2 separate regions of the Ovis aries genome follow, and region 2 is linked to region 1. A link is a contact called in public Hi-C data. All regions are on one chromosome and are shown on one strand. Each heading gives the region's core, a stretch centred on a gene start, on an enhancer-like site or on the middle of the called end of the contact. The rest is flanking DNA. Distances are from core to core; before and after follow the strand shown.

Region 1 (2,734 bases), core at 102-2,601:
GAGACGCCCACCCCCAAAAACATTAGTCTTTTCAAGATGAACAAAGAAGTATTTCATTCAAAAGGCAAGAAATGAGAGTGCGTTAGTGTACACAACAAAACAGAATCAACACCTCATCTGTCCCACTGGACAGAAAGACCTTGGCCAAGAAAGTTGCGGAATCTGAGGAAAAGAAAAGCGTCTCTCACCTTCAAAAAACTATCAAGTTCTAACAACTTCTTTGGGAAAAAATTTGCCACCAAGTCTTCTGCCTGAAGATGAGGGAAAATACAACCGAATTAGTAACTGTGGGAAGGCCTGTCTCTATAGATATCTCTTCACTGGGGAACTCCCAACTATTAACCAACACTCACTTTTCTACTTATTTCACTCACCTCACTTGTGATCCGCTCCCTGAAAGAATCAACCTAAAATTAACAAGGAAAGCAATTCAGTAAGAGCAAATCAGCAGCTGGCAACATAAGTATAGGCAGGCTGGGTAAGCCCAAATCCAAATGTCTTTCCCTCACCTTATAATTGTAATGAGAAGCTGAGAGGCCCCCAGACTGCAAATACTTTATTTTTTTGAGGATCCATTTCTCCATCTCAGGAGAGGGAAGCGGGGCTTGAGGGCAGCACCCACCTGTCTTCCCTCCCTCCCTCCCTCCCAGTCTGAAGCTGTCTGACTTTGAGAGCAGACAAAAGACAAGCAGATGGGGGAGGTGTGAGCTCACAAACGTGTCAACCCCCGTCCAAACCTGGTCTAGGATACTAGGCAACCCTGACGCCAAGGGAAGGGGCAGTAGCAGCGTATGGAGCGGGGACGTTGCTGGGCTGGGGGGCTTTCGGCTGTCACTAGCCTAAAGCACTAAGTCCACCACGTGTCCGCGAAGGTCTTCCCTATTAGACAGGGTACATTAGGCCACCCCATATTATCCTCTCCCCCGATGCCGTCCCCAGGGGTGGGGGGCTGGGCTGAGCCGAGCGGAAGCTCAGGGCTGGTGTCCCCAGGGAGACAAAGACGCCACGGGGAATGGGAAACCGGTCAGACAGCTCGGGGATCGAAGCGAGGGGTAAGGAGGCCTGGGCCGGTGCCGCTACCTTGAGCTTCACTTCCTGATCCACCTTCAGCAACGAGGCCATGGCCGGGCCGGGCCGTGTCCGCTCCGCTGGAGACCGGAGGCGCTGTGGGCTCCGGGGAGGGTGTCAGAAGGAAGGGAGAATCTCGGCTGCTTTCAGGACGCGGCCTCCCTCGCTGGGTCACTCACTGATCACTTGCTCCCTCCCTTCGTGCGGTCGGTCAGCCAGCCCGCCTGCTGCCTGTCCCTGCTGCCTGCTCCCTCTCTCGCTCGCCCTCCCGGCTTTCGCCGCTCACACCGGAAGTTACGTCACAGCCAATCGCCGGGAGTCCAGCGAGGATGCGCACGTGCTCTGCGCAGTCGCGCTGAGGTTCCGCTCAGGGAGCTCGGCGCTTGGTTCTTACCTTCCAGTTCTTGTACCCGGTACGGGTGAAATGAGAGGGAGGATGGTGGAGAGGATTTAGTGAGATCTGAGCCTCAAAGAGACTCAGGGATTGTTTGCCCGGCACTCGCCTTCACGGAAGGGACCTTCTGAGCCGCTGCCCGGTCTCGAGCGGGGACCCGACCGACGATGTCGTCGCGCTCCAGTGACGTCGGCCCGAGGAAGCTGGCTGTCCCAGTGCTGGGTTCTGGGTGTCTAGTCTGTTATGCGCACTGCCTCCTACTCTTGGCCGAAGCTGTAGCGTTAGCCTGGAACCTAACAGAAATGCTATTGCACCAGGCTTCCCCACTTTTCTCTGCCACTTAGCCACTTATTCTCATACACTTCCAGATCTCAGAGACCAACTGCCTGATGGATGGGCAAATTGATGCCCAGAGTCGGGTAGTGCTTGTCGAGGCTACACGGTGATTCCAGAAAATCCAAGACCAGAACTCAGATCTCCTAACTTTTAGGACAGTGCTGTATCCATTTTCCTCATAGAAGGCAGAGACTGTAACTCTTAACTCACCCATTCATAGTGTCTCTCTTAACGTTGGTTATTTCACCCTAAAGTGGACTAGGCTCTGGAACAGCAGTATAGAGGCTAGAAATAATGTGAGTCACTTATAGAAGTTAAACGTCTTTTGGTAGCCACTTTAAAAAGTAAAACCAGTGATGTTCATTTTAATCATATATTTAACCATTTATCCAAATACTTCATCGTGTAACCAATATTTAAAAAAATCAATGTGATCTTGTACATTCTTTTCTCATACCAAGTCTTTGAAATTCAGTATGAATTTTATGCTTACTTGCACACCTCAATTCAGAGGAGCCAGGTTTGCAGTACTCAGTAACCTTATGTGTTTAGTGGCTTCCCAAACAGCACAGTTCTGAGAAATCAGAGGTAAACAGAACTCAAGTTCACTGGTCTAATGGAACTTAATACTGGGGAAGATGGCTGGATGGCATCACCGACTCGATGGACATGAATTTGGGTGAACTCCAGCAGTTGGTGATGGACAGGGAGGCCTGGCGTGCTGCAATTCATAGGGTCGCAAAGAGTTGGATGCGACTGAGCAACCGAACTGAACTGAACTGGGGAAAGAGATCAGAACATAAACTGACAACATAATTGCAAAATCTGGTAAATGTTAGGGGAAATATGGCCGACATTGAGAATACCAGGGGTCTATTTTGGATAAAATGGCCAAGAAAGGCCTCTCAGATGAAGTGACAATTAAGCTCAAATCTA
Region 2 (2,734 bases), core at 145-2,644, 170 kb before region 1:
TAAAGAATTTGCCTGCAATTCACGAGACCTGGCTTCGATTCCTGGGTTGGGAAGATCCACTAGAGAAGGAGATGGCAATCCACTCCAGTATTCTTGCCTCGGAAATCCCATGGACAGAGGAGCCTAGCAGGCTACAGTCCATGGGGTTGCAAGAGTTAGACACAACTGAGTGACTAAGCACAGTATTTATATATTATCTAAGTAAACTTTATATCTTATTTGAACTTCATATCAACCGTATAAAATAATTCTTTTCTTAATAGTGCTCAAACAGTTTACAGTAAGTGGCAAAGCTGGGACCTGAACTTGTATAGCATATCTCTTTTCGCCTACAATTCTGAAAACTGAAAAGTTCTAAAATATGAGTTTAAAAAATTAACAACAAAACTCATCTGGCATCAAAACATGACCTAAAATGATGTTAGGCTATTTATAGTCTTTGTTTATTCGGTTTAGTGCATTTATTTCTCAGTATAAATATTCATACATTTGATCACAAGGGGTTGCTCCAGAATTCCAAATGGAATACATTAGGTAACATATAGGTATGGTCTGCATTACTGCCTAAAATCAGGAAAATCCTAAATTCTGAAGCATCTGGAGACTTCAAGCTTTTTATTAGTTAATTTAAAAGAACAGAACCTGGAGGAGGAAATGGCAATCCATTCCAGTATTCCTGCCTGGAAAAATCCCATGGACAGAGGAGCCTGGTGGGCTACAATCCATGGGGTCCTAGAGTCCGACAAAACAGCAGAAAGAAAGTTAATCTAAACTTTTAACTCGTTTAACGTTTTAAGACACTGATTGCAGTTTAACTTCTTTTAATCTCTTTATCTGCACTGTCCAATTAGGTAGCAATGGTCACACATGGCTACTGAGTACTTGAAATATTGATAGCCCCAACTGAGAAGTGCTGTAAGTGTAAAATACACATCAGGTTTCGAAAATTTTGTACGGGGCGGGGGAGAAACTCTTATTTTAAAATACTCATTACATGATGAAAAAATTTAGATATGGTCATTTAAATAAAAATATTATGAATATATGTGGCTTGTATTATAATTCCATTGGGCGGCGCTGCTGTGTGTATTCTCAAACCAGTACCATCCACGTTTCTAACGACCGGCCTTCTGCGGGTCCGAATTATGTCCCTCCAAAGGGGCCAAACGAAGTGCTTCGACAAGTTCAGACCGCAGTTTTGTCTTGTTTTGTTTTGTTTTTTTTCCTGGTCCTTTCCACAAGCAGTCGCTAAACAATTCCGAGCGCCTGCAAGTCGCGTTTTATATAAATTTGCCCAAACTGCATCCCGTTCTTTGCCCTGCTGCGCCTGCGCAGAGACGCGTCCGGCGTGAAGATTGTCCCACTTTGCTCTCCGTCTGCCGCCGGGCGTTTCGGTGAGCGCGCATCCCCACGTCCCGGGAGACAGCAGCGATGGCGTTTCGGTGTCAGCGGGACAGCTACGCCAGAGAGGTGCGGCCAGCGGGGCGGGAAACCTGTTGCTCCGAGCGGGTGCGGCGGTGCGGGGAGAGGGGGCGCCGAGCTGGATTCAGTCCGGTGCGCTGAGGGTTGGGGTCGCGGCTTACTTTCGCATCCCTCTCCACCCAGTTCACCACCACCGTGGTCTCCTGCCGTCCCGCGGAGCTGCACACCGAAGGAAGCAACGGCAAGAAGGAAGTGCTGAGCGGTTTCCAAGTGGTACTGGAAGACACGCTGCTTTTCCCCGAGGGCGGGGGACAGGTACCAGGCCCATCTCGCTCCTCTCCCCTCCCTCCCCTTCCCCGGAAGCCCTTAATTCCTTTCTCACCCAGTGAGAAGTGTCTTTTGTCTCTCAGTCTCAGCTATAATGAATACAGTTGGAAATTAGCTCAATTCAGCTCGTTTGTTCACTCAACAGATACTTATCAACGGATACTTATCCAGCCCTAAAATATCCTCTTTGGTATTGTTCCAGACTCTGAGGATAAAGGTTGAACGAGAAAGTGTTTCTGTCTATACATAGTGTTATTTGTTGGAGGAAACAGACAAAATGGTTACTAGATAAATAGTATACCAGCTCGGATAAGTTCTATGAAGAAAACTAAAGTTTGAGGGAAAGAGAGTGATGGGATGATCTCCTGGGTAGAGGACAAGTTAGTTTAGTCAAGAACTAAGGGAAGTGGGGGGTAAGCCGTTCCTGTCATCTGGTGGTGCTGGTGGGGGAGGGGAAGTATTTCCAGGGAGGGAGAATAAGTGCAAAGGACCTGAAGTCAGAATTCCATTATCATGTTTAGCACAGAGGAAAAAGTTTCCTCTGAATTAGCACAAGAGAGGGCAGACTTACCAGTACTGTGATGGGGTAGGGACAAGATCCAGTGAGAACTTGAGAAAGGAGGATACTCACTCAAAGGTGGGCATTGTGAGAGAGGCTTTCCCAGCAGAGAGAGTAGCACAGTCGAAGGCAGGGAAGCCTGAAAGAATCTGACAAGTCTGGTTAACTTCAAATAGTCCCATATAGTTGGAGCTTATGGTACGTGTTGATGACAGGCTAGAGATAGCTTTGGAAAGCTAAGTGGGGGCCATTTCAGAGGACCTTGAAGAATGTGTTAAGGTGTGTGAACTTCACTCAAGAAGCTGTGGTGAGCAATAAAAGTACTTAGGCAAAGAAATTATGTGAGAGAACGTACTCAGTAAATTGCCCAGCACAGAGGTTTTCTGATCTGCTGAAAGAAAACCTGTGATATCCGGTATCCATAGT

The links. A called contact is a pair of places that touch in the nucleus more often than the background predicts.
Region 2: a contact with region 1 is called in a Hi-C map of liver, with 5 times the contacts expected there. The contact joins the promoter of AARSD1 here to the promoter of PSME3 in region 1. A contact is called at or near these places in 4 of 16 Hi-C or Micro-C datasets (blood, liver, omental adipose tissue and 1 more).

What each region holds. Positions count from the first base shown.
Region 1 is chr11:42,590,456-42,593,189 of ARS-UI_Ramb_v3.0, reverse strand. It overlaps PSME3 (proteasome activator subunit 3), which reads right to left and starts at 1,351. Exons shown (of 10, transcript XM_060395653.1): 1 at 1,081-1,351; 2 at 375-407; 3 at 189-251. The coding sequence starts at 1,122.
Region 2 is chr11:42,763,506-42,766,239 of ARS-UI_Ramb_v3.0, reverse strand. AARSD1 (alanyl-tRNA synthetase domain containing 1) reads left to right here and starts at 1,394. Exons shown (of 12, transcript XM_004012952.5): 1 at 1,394-1,470; 2 at 1,606-1,737. The coding sequence starts at 1,432.